2 separate regions of the Sus scrofa genome follow, and region 2 is linked to region 1. A link is a contact called in public Hi-C data. All regions are on one chromosome and are shown on one strand. The core of a region is the stretch at or near the end of the contact, and the rest is flanking DNA. Distances in the headings are between cores, read along the strand shown.

What was found. Hi-C and Micro-C count contacts between places; a contact is called where the count stands out from the background.
Region 2: a contact with region 1 is called in a Hi-C map of heart right ventricle, with 3 times the contacts expected there. The contact joins two enhancer-like sites. A contact is called at or near these places in 2 of 47 Hi-C or Micro-C datasets (fetal heart ventricle and heart right ventricle).

What each region holds. Positions count from the first base shown.
Region 1 is chr10:6,829,684-6,835,414 of Sscrofa11.1, forward strand. The region is part of intron 4 of ESRRG (estrogen-related receptor gamma); the gene reads right to left. Among named protein-coding and RNA genes, the nearest start is that of USH2A, 170 kb to the left of the region's middle. Within about 2 kb of position 1,763, at least 2 of the 83 cell types and tissues checked have an H3K27ac peak or open chromatin away from gene starts, as enhancers often do.
Region 2 is chr10:6,924,825-6,930,492 of Sscrofa11.1, forward strand. The region is part of intron 2 of ESRRG (estrogen-related receptor gamma); the gene reads right to left. Among named protein-coding and RNA genes, the nearest start is that of USH2A, 260 kb to the left of the region's middle. Within about 2 kb of position 3,732, at least 2 of the 83 cell types and tissues checked have an H3K27ac peak or open chromatin away from gene starts, as enhancers often do.

The DNA.
Region 1 (5,731 bases), core at 513-3,012:
GTTCCTAGTAGGTTTCACTACTGGAATGACAAGGAGAATTGATTCTCTCACGCCTCCACTCCATGCAGACCTGTTTGGGGTTTATGAGCCTGTCACATTTCAGAAAAGCCATTGACTTTCTACTTCAAAGTGGCTAAAGAGCTTTCCCCAAAGACTTCTGTGGACCACCTTTAGGCAGGGTAACGCCAACTTTCAGGGAAATCACTCTGAAATAACTTTGTTTGGAGAATAAAAATATATCTAGGCCCTTTGCGTACTTTTGTTTTAGGGTTACCCCTTCAAAGTCTCGGGCGTGAAGTGTTTTTTCCGCTGTGTAGCTCCATCTGTGGTCTACCACGGTGGGCTCAAGGTATTCGCTCATCCCAGGTTACTTCTTTACCTCTGTGCTTTGTGTCCCCACATTGTATTTATTTATTTATTTACTTCCTTTTGGGGGGCTGCACCTGTGGCATATGGAGGTTCCCAGGCTAGGTGTTGAATGGGAGCTGCAGCTGCCGGCCTACACCACAGCCAGGGCAACACCGGATCCCAGCTGCACCCGCCACCTTACACTGCGGCTTGTGAGCTTGCAGCAATGCGGGATGCTTGCCCCTGAGTGAGGCCAGGGATTGAACCTGCATCCTCATGGACTCTATGTCAGGTCCTTAACCCACTGAGCCACATCAGGAACTCCACCTGCCACCCGATCACAATCCCTGTTAATGACTTTCCTTCAGAAACCCAGCTGGCTGAAAAAGCAGACTCCAGTTTACGGCATTTCAGAGTAACCGGCTGAGACAGGAAAGGCCCCTCCGTTCTTGGCATGTGGCATGGTGACTGACACTCATCTACCGTAATTACGATGGACCTTTAGATCTTCTCTAGGCTTTAATGCCTGTCCTCACGCTACTGTTACCCACATGAGGAAGGGGAGAATTTGAGCCGCAAGACCTACCCACCCTGCCTGTTAAAGACAAGGTCTCCGCCCAGACTGAACACATCAGAGGAGCACGCATTTGCTTTCAATAGCCAGGAAAAAAGGCATTTTGCCCCCAGAAGAGGGATCCGGGATCTATGGTCACAGCTCTATTATGTCAGGAGTTCCTAGAGAGGTGCTACAGTGGATGGCACAGAAGACAGACAGTCGGCTGAGGTTTGGCTCCAATACTGCCTACCTGCAGCTTTCTCGAATGTAACCACCACAGACCTATCCTAACCTGTTAAGTGAATGCTCTTGTTATCACTGAAAACCCACCAGGAGGTTGGGAGTAAACCTCATGCTTAGTGAAATAAGTCAGACAGAGAAACACAAACACTGTATGATATCATCATTTGTGGAATCTAAAAAACAACACAAATGGGAGTTCCTGTTGTGGCTCAGCGGGCTAAGAATCCTACTAGTATCCACGAAGATGAGGGTTCCATCCCTGGCCTTGATCACTGGGTGAAGGATCTGGCATTGCCATGAGCTGCAGTGTAGGTTGCAGGCAAGGGGGGATCTGGCATGGCTGTGGCTGTGGCGTAGGCCAGCAGGTGCAGCTGCGATTTGAGCCCTAGCCCGAGAATGTCTGTATGCCAAGGGTGCGGCCCTCGAAAGACAAAAAGAAAAAGAAGGAAAACCGCCAATGAACGCTTACGAAAAACAGAAATAGGCTTATAGATAAAGAAAACAAACTCATGGTTACAAGGGGGAGAGGGAAGGAGGAGGGGCAAATTAGGGTGTGGGATTAAGATCAACAAAGTACCAAATGTACAATAATTAAGCAACAAGTGTCTACTGCACAGCCCAGGGAATTATAGCTATGGTCTCCTAAAAAACTTTTAATGGAGTAGAATCTGCAAAAATACTGAATCACTATGGTGCAGAGCTAAAACTTCATAATGTAATGTAAATCCACTAGACTTCGATCTAAAAAAGGGTATATTCTACACTGAAGCAGCTGGAAAATTGGTATAAAACCCAGAACATGTAGCTTTGGCAAATGTTCTCTTCACAGTAATCCTTTTCAAGAAAAAAAAAAAAAAAAAAAAAAAAGCCACTTGGAATATTTTAGAAAGCTTGTTTTTTTCCCCTTATCCCGTCTTGCTATTTCTTCACATTGTTTATAAACGTATACAGGTTAGAGGTGCATGTGGATCTGAACCTATTGTGACCAACAAACCAGTCTCCGGGGTTGCCGACTGGCCTGCAGTTGTTCACAGGCTACTTCCACTTGTGTGAGTTCCCTCTGGCTCCTGGGTCTGCCAAGGCCTTTGCTGCTTTCATCAACTGCCACAGAGCAAGGCGCTGATCTCTCTGCCTCACTTTTCCTCTCTCTTCTCTGGCTTTCTTGCTTTTGATGAAGATTCTCTATTAGACGCAGGGGATGGAAAGCAGGTTTTCACCTTTGCCCGGAGGTAAAGCACAACGGGAGGAAAGAGGAAGGCAGCAGAAGCAGGGTGAACTTTAAAATCCTCCCCCGTCGGCCAAGATGAGAGGAAAACTGCACCGATTCCCGGTGATACGCGCACAGACAGCTCCCTCCCACCGGAATCGCCTGGCACCTCAGTCGTTTTTCTTTCTTTTTCTTCTTTTAGTGGAATCTAAGACTCTCAGCGTATGTAGATCTTTTCCAGTAAAGATCTGTGCTGCATCTGTCAAGTGATACCTTCCTAAGATAAAATTCATCCGATCCTTTCTTTGCCACGTTTTCAGTGTTTGCTCTAGGATCCCAATTGTACCTGAACTTCCCACCTCTAACAACTCCCCAGACGTTGCACCGATGGGCGGTGAGCGCTCACTTCTTCCTCTTTAACTTTTCCAGCAACACAAGTGCATACGAGTGGCTGATGTTAACCAAACCAAAGGCCACTTGAGAATGCCACGAAAAGAATAGCGGCTGAAGGTTATAAATAGGTGACACTATTTATAAAGCATCAACAAAATGCTTCATGACGTGAGACCTAAAGCCCAAGCAATCATTTTGTTAAAAACCCGGCCCTGTGTCTGAGGGCTACATAAATAGCAGCAGGAACGCTGTCTCGTGAGCTGCTTTGTTTGGCCTCCAGCTGGTCACAGGCACAGGAGATGCAACTTTTCCTGCTAAGTGCTGGTCTGCCTTAAAAACAACAACAGCAACTAGACAAAAAAAAAAAAAAAAAAACAAAACAAAAAAAAAAAAAACAACCAAAAAACCCAAAGAAAAAAGCAACTTTCGGGGTGTGAGAGGCTTACAGTGTGGGGAAAGGTACTACCACCGAGCAGAGTTCAAAAGAATCCAAGTTGTTTGCACGCGAGGCAATGACCATATACTGTGGTCCTCAAGTTAGACAATAACACTTTGATAACAAAAACACTAAACTCTTGGCCTTGACCTCACCCAGCACTCGCTGCTGCTGAAAGATGAAGGTTATCTCTCTATTTAAGTAACTCACATTTATGTCCAAAATTGGACTGTAAACAAGAGCCTTCTTGGTTAGAATAAAATGGTTTTTAACATCAATTTATAAGTACTCTGAAAATGCAAGTCCCTTTCCCTCAGCAGAATGACGGATGCATTATAAGATTTTGTGATACCCACACCACTGAATGTCAGAAAGATTTAAGTTCAAATCAACATGCATTTATTCTATGGTATAGCAACATGGAAGGCTGATGGTATGAATATTTTACAGTAATGTTTCAATATTAAAATCCCCACATTGCAATTCTGGAGTAACACACAAATTATATTTAACCATCAAAAAATTCATTGAAGTACTTATTAGAGTATCAGTAATAATAGTCATTAAAATTTTATGATCACTTAAAAGAACACTAAATAAAGTCAGTTTAGCAAGTGCCCTATTTACATATTTTAACAAGACTTACACAGTAATATCAAAATCACACTGGATTTGAGAGTAAAATGAAACTTGCCCCCAAAAGAACAGATACATTATGGATCTGCTCTGACAAATTTGCCTCTTTTCCTAAGAGTGGGGTGGGTTGCACTGACTCATTCACTCTGCCTTTTTGGACCAGCGGCAATATTATTCAAGATATGACCAAGGGTAATTCTATGGATTAAGAATTAACTAAACAGGAGTTCCCGTCGTGGCGCAGTGGTTAACAAATCCGACTAGGAACCATGAGGTTGCGGGTTCGGTCCCTGCCCTTGCTCAGTGGGTTAAGGATCCGGCGTTGCCGTGAGCTGTGGTGTAGGTTGCAGACGCGGCTCGGATCCTGCATTGCTGTGGCTCTGGCGTAGGCCGGCGACTACAGCTCTGATTAGACCCCTAGCCTGGGAACCTCCATATGCCGCAGAAGCGGCCCAAAGAAATAGCAAAAAGACAAAAAAAAAAAAAAAAAAAAAAAAAAAAAAAACTAAGGTTGAGTCTGCAACCTTAGCCTCACTTAGCATCAAGTCTCAATTTGCTCAGCTACTCCCTTGTACGTGTATGCCATACACGACCTGATTTTACACATATGTGAGAAATACGGCTATAACTATGTATATAACTATATATAAATACACACATAGGTAGCTCACTTTCAGTTAAAACAGTTTAGAATGTTTATGCACGTTCCAGTCCTTCAATGTTTTGATACATAAAATATCAAGTTGATTTTCCACAGCATTTTAGAACATCAGAGAAAATCATTTTAGAAACTGTGGACCTTCACAATTTGCACATAAACCCAGTGCAGAGCAGACCACGAAAAAAACTGGTGGGGTTTGTTTTCTTTACCTTCTATGTGTAAGGTTAACAGTGATCGCTGTAAATTCAGTGCACTTGAGTCAACAGTAGGCCAAGAGAAATTCTCAAAGAGAGATATATGTAGGTACTCAGGGAAGACGGGTGGCCGGGGGTCAATAACCAAGTCTTCTGAGAGCGACCGTGCCATTGACACCGGTCACTTTGGCTTCTTTGGAACGAGTGATTTACTGGCAAATCCATTCAGTAGAACCCATTAGGCTCTATCAGAATTTCAGGCACACAGGTGGTCAAGACATGCAGCACCACAAAATCCAAAGAGGATGAAATAAGCCAACCCACACAGGAGTCCTTAGCTGTTTTCTTTGTTTCCTGGCTTAGTGCCTTTACAAAGTATCTAACGCCATGAAATCAGAGAAGGGAAAGACTTCCTAACTTCACACAGTTCTGATTGTGTGTGTGTGTGTGTAAACTCAATACTCACACGGTTGAGAGAGGGAGATAACCACAGCAATTACAGATCCATGTAACCAGAAATGCATAGAAAATAGGAAACACAAAACGCCAGGTGATGCTCTCTGACGTATTGTCTCAAGAAACAAAGAAAAATCATCAGAAATATCTGGGGCCATTGGCACATTATGGTGATAGCGATTCATCAAAAAGCCCAGGACTGCCATTGCTCCCACTTCCCTTCTTCAAAGAAATAGGAATTAATAGGTCTCTCACTTTCACTGGCATCCAAATAAGGAAGTTTCAGCAACAATGGGTACAGTAGCTATGTGAGATTTGGAGTTAGGACATTACCTATTTTTCTGCAAAACGCTAGCTAACACTAGGTAGGACGTTGTGGATGCTGAAAGGCACATGCTGGCGACAGAAGTTAAAGGCCACACATGATAATTAGTAATGTGTTTGGGCCCTTCTCCTGAAGCATGTTTACCTTCCCAATCCTCTTTTTTGAGGCGAATATCAAAATTTGATTACGTTTCCCATGACATGGAGTGGTTCGTTCAGTTGAAGTTAAAAAATACCCAGAATGACTTGGTAACTAAACAATCTGCACTGTATACCT
Region 2 (5,668 bases), core at 2,482-4,981, 97 kb after region 1:
ATGTTGTCTCATAGATACTTTGCAAAAAAACACAAGGAAGAGAAAACATAGGTGAGACGACTCAGCTCATGCCTGCAAGGCATTTATATAAAGGTAAGCTGCCCTGTGTATCCACTGAGTGGAGGAGATAAAAGCTGTATTTTTCTGGCTTTGCAGTGTTGCAGAAAATATTAGCTGCGCCCAAGTTGAGACAGTTCTTTGTCTCATATTTCCAGTGTCATTTCCAAAAAGTACAGCATTTCCCTTCCCAAGTTTGAAATTCTATAGTTACTGTCACACGAAAAATTGCATTGTGTGTCACTTGAACTTGGAAATTTGCAACATCATCATGCCAAGCCATCATGAGACAAGCACTCAGTAACATGTAGTATAAATTTTAATTGAGCAGAAACACTTGACAAAAATTCTCCAGAGATCTTTCTGGCATATTCAGATTGGCAATGGTACCATGATACCATGATTTTAATCTTTCTATAAACTTAACTGATGCCAGTATAAATCTTAATTACCTAACTTCCCTAATCATCTAATTATAAACATCTAAAAATGTGGAAGAGAATAATTTTAATGACCTGAAGCCAACCAAGCTGTATCTTCCCCAAAATAAATAAATAAAACACTTTAATAAAATGCATCCACTGAAGAGATGCTGCAAAGACAGAAAACTGCTTTGAATTCCGTTGTCTTTGAGACCTCAGGCAAATTGAAATCCCAGGCTTTTGGGAACAGCACTGGGCAGTGCTGCAGGAATGCTGGACAAAGACAGTAGCTGTAAGATTATCTCAAGATTAAGGGCGAGGTTTCCTTATAAAAATTACCTTTCAATAGTCATTTACTTTGGGGAGAATGAATTCACTAATTCAGACTTTTCCCTTGCAGTCAACCCACACAATAAATGCCTTTGCTTTTTTCTACGATCTGGGAAATATTTTTCCTACCTGATCTTTTAAAGCCTCCTCCCCCACCCCATTCATTTCAATCTAAGAAACAAACCATACACAAGTCATTGAGAGGATTTTAAGATGTAATAGCAATTTGGTGATCAAATCTTCAAAGACTTCACGAGGAAGCAGGTTCACACCAGCTTTTTAGATGAAGGAGCATAGGCTGGGCCAGATTTGAAAGCTCCAAGTGTCACACCTTTGCAATATTTAAATCTAAATGTACAATTTCTAACTGTGCTCATGGGGGTTAACTTCCTATCAGATTTAAAAGGCCCCAAACCAGAAAATCAGGATGGAAGCTTCAACTTAACTCAGGTTTTATATAAAACTCTTACTGTATAAATTCCTGAAATCATTTTCTGAAGATTGACTCAAGTATAAATTGAAGACTGAGGTAAAAAAACTCCCCCTTTCAAGTGTTTTTTGAATGTACTCAAGATCATTTCATATTTTTATCATTTATTTCAGGATCTTAGTGCCCAGGACAATGCCTATACACAGGCAAATATTTTGGATCAAGAAAATACAGTTTAATGCACTAAACTGATCACTTTAATGATTTAAAAAATTGCAAAGGAATACATGTAATCGTTGTCAGTGCAACATGAGAAGTTACGATAAGCAATCTGTTGACAGAGGGTTGGTTATAAAAAATACACATCAAAAATCAATTTTAAACTTGTATCATCTAAACTTGATTTCATTAACTATCATTAAGCTATTTGCCCACAACCTAATTAATGCACATAACCAAAGGTACTTAATAAGACTAAACAGAAGGGGATGGATATTTCTTAGTGAGAAACGATAATAAATTAACATTTAAAGATAGCAACTGTAAAATTAAAATATGTTTTAGAAATAATTTATTTAGTAATGATTTGGCTGTGTCTTGTATTCAGAGTGTGTTCAGACTGGTACAATTAAGCAAAATTAGGCAAAATTATTTCTAAAATAAAATTAGAAGCAAAATCTCCCCAGCAAAAAACCCCCTGTCATTTAAAAATAATTTAAGAAAAATAAGTCTAATTAAGGGTGAGGGAATGAGTGGGTATTTGCAACTTAAACCCAGGTAAAAAAAGACAATTAAAGCAATGCTGAAAGTGAAAAACTGAAATTTTGATTTTGGACATTGCAAATTTATTCTTTTAGTAAAAGTCTATATGGCATTCTCAAATAGATCCATCTTATATAAATGTCTATATTTAAACATACTTTTGGAGTCTCAGAAATTAGTGCCACACTATTACACAAATTCTACATTTGCTCTGGGTATGTTTAAAGAAGAATTAGGTTCATGTGTGTGTCTATATGTGCGTATGTGAGTGTGTGTGTGTGTGTGTGTGTAATACAATTTCTCTGATTGAATAATTTCCTTATTTCACATGCCTTTCTGGATGTGACTAAGTCTTAAAGTTTCAAAATGCAGGTTAGCATAAACCTAATAGAGAAAACATAGATATCTAAATTTAACCTTAGAGACAGCATATACTACAAAGAGTATAATTTAAAGAGAAACATATATTTAAATGCCACCTTCCTCTTTCCTAAACAATGTCTATCTGGAGCAAAAATATGCAGCAAAATGAATCATATTCCTAAACAAAATATCAATGACGTGATTGAAACACCATAAATTCAATGCAATGCCCTTTTGTTAAACTCATGCAGTCCCCTCTATTAACTGATATTTTTTGCCAGCTTTCTTGTTCCTATGTAGGTAGCACTGACTTTAAAAACAAAAAAAAAAACAAACAAAAAAACACAGGGATGTGTGGCTATAATCTCTAATGAATTTCCTTATGATTCATGATGCAGGTGAAAATATAAATTGAAACACATAACTAAACACACACACACACACACACACACAAATATTGGACTTCACCCAACACTAATATTTTCAAGAGGTGGACAGAGGACCCTGAATGACCATCACTTTAAATCTAAAGTAAAGACGGTATGTTGGCAATATTCACCTGTAATGGTTCCAGATTTATCCAAACCACTTTTGTTCTGCTTTGTTTTCCCCTCTGAGAGTCTGAGAAGAATCTTTGATGGAAGTTTTGAGTTGATACTTCACAAAAAGAGAGAAAGTACATGACCCCTAGGAAGGCTTCTGGGCAACTAAACAGAACTATTTGCATAGCCCCTTCAACACTGTTTAGCAAACAAGGAGTGGACAGGACCGGAGTGGCTTCCCTCTTTCAATCCCGCCGGCCTTTTCAGAGCCAGGCAGGGGTTCTGTTTTTAGTACACACTTTGGATCTGCGTTAATCCTGTTTTATGTTGTTCACACCTGCTGCTGACTAGCAGCCTGCTGATGGGCTGGGGCTCATGCTGCTCAGAGAGATCCCAGTAAACTGAGAAGCTGGACAAAAGCTACTGGACAGAGCTGGAAACAAAGCCCGAGCAGGATCCTGAATACAGGAGAAGGAGACCCCACAAATCTCTCCTCTCATTTGCAAATAAGGCTCCGACGGCCCACGGTTGCCACCCAACAATAAATGCAACCGATGGCTCTCTTTTGAAAGCCTGAAGAGCCCACTGGCTTATTTATATTCCTTGGCTTTTTATAGCTTTTGGTAAAATTAATGCCCATACAATAAAACAAACAAAAAAAAAAAAACCACGTTGCTCTAATCAGGTGCACATGCTAACCACTCTTTTATTCTGACCAAAAGAATTCATATCTGACACAAATCTCATTATTAATTGAAGATACCCTATAGCTCACCTCTCTATTCATAGAATTTACATCCAAAATGAACAGAGAGAGAAAATATATATTCTGCCATCCGTGGCCACCACCGTGGGACCAGGACAGTGACTCGTATGCTAAGACAGCTCTCTCCCTGCACCCCCCCACCCCTCACTGCATGTGCCTAATAGCAAACATCAAAAGGAATGACTTCTTTTTTGATCTTAGTACCGGCGATAAATCAAATTCAGTGCCACAGACAGGGGGGAAATGCACTGCTCAGGGAAAACTCCAAGACTGACACCGGGACGGGTCGGAGGCATTTTCTCAATCAAGTTCCAGTAAACGACGCCCACCCTCCCTCTCCCTGAAACAAGATGTAAGCTGTCATGTGCTTACCCAGAGCGAGAAAAACTTACCCAGTCCTGACGTGACCCTAAGTTAAGATGCACTTTGTGCTGACATTTCTGGCGGTGGCCCTGGCGCCCCTCCTTCCTACCCAAAGACAGAGCCAATTTCCTTCCGATCCGGGAGCAGATCCTGCCTGCAGGTGGACAGAGAAAGCTCACACCAGCCAGCGCAGGGGAGCTCCAATAGGAGCCACACATATGGGGGTCCAATGAAGACTCTGGGGGGGGGTCCTTTTATTAAGTATCCCAAAGCACCCTTCCTGCCTGTAACAGCCAATAAAGCACCACGGGCCCCCCTGCCTAACCCACAAGGGTGCACAGATTTAATGGAGCACAGTTTTAATACTTCTCCAAGGGGAGGCATACAAAGTGCTAACTAGCGTGCTAAGGTCCTCTTGATCAATGAACGCAGGGATGACGTATTTGAGGTGCCAGCATCTTTTTCCCAATTTGTTTTCCAACCATTTATACCCCAAGCAGTGTGTTCTTTGGGTGGGTCAGCACTGAAGCCTAACACCTTTGTGCCCTATTCTTCCTTGGCAGGTAAAACATTTATAGGGAGGCTGGAGAGCAGCATGGCTACAACATGTGGGAAGCCAGATAAATGCACTTTTTTTTTTTTTTTTTTGCCACACCCACAGCATGTGGAAGTTCCTGGGCCTGGGATCAAAATGTCACCACTGGAAACGTCAGCACAAGCGCATCTTAACTTAGCATCTCATCAGGACTGTGCCACAGCAGGGACAATGCCAGATCCTTAACCCAGGGAGCCACCAGGGAGCTCCAAATCCCTACTTTCTAAGTGTGTTTAATACTGTGTTTTTGAGAACTCTGTCACGGTGTTAAAGAAAAAAATAGGTGTCAAAAATGATACTATAACATATTCGCCATAATTATAGACAGAATTCTTGTGCCTTTCATAATCTGAAACAGCCCATCTCATCACAGAACATATTAAAAAAAAATTGTTACCTTCAATTCGTTTATGGCATGTGAACAGTATAGGAATGAATTCAATTATGTCCAATCACACAAAATTTCTGATATTTGACCATGTCTTGACCTAGAAAAATGGCAATTGCATGTGGTTCAACCTAATTAGAATCCCATCTAACATGCCAAAAAGGCTGAAGTTCTGTCGGGGCATCTCCTAACTCCAAACTCGACTTTCCTACTCGCTTTCCCTCGGAGGCCGCCTCTAGATGTGTTTGGGGTTTGTTTGCTTGTTTTTAAATTCCCTTCAAAATGAGAGCATTGCCTGAAGTGTATTTCAAGATTTGACTCTATTAAGCATTGGGGTACACAGGGCCCGGCGACCAAACTTTCACCCACTATCCAGTTTCACATCGGAGTCCATTCACACCTTCCATGGAGTGTTTCCTCTAAGGCTCATCTTTTTTGAGAAGCAATTGGAAACCCCACATTAAGAAAGAGCACGTGCTTCCTCCCGAGGGCCAACAGGACACAAGGATGGAATGAGATGGAAAATCTGATCGTTGGGGTCCTTTGCCTACAAACATCATGGATGATGTTTTATCCCCCCAGTGACTTTGCAAGCCGGCTCCAGAGAGAAGGATTTCAGCGTATGGACAGTACTAGCGGCTTTGGGCTCA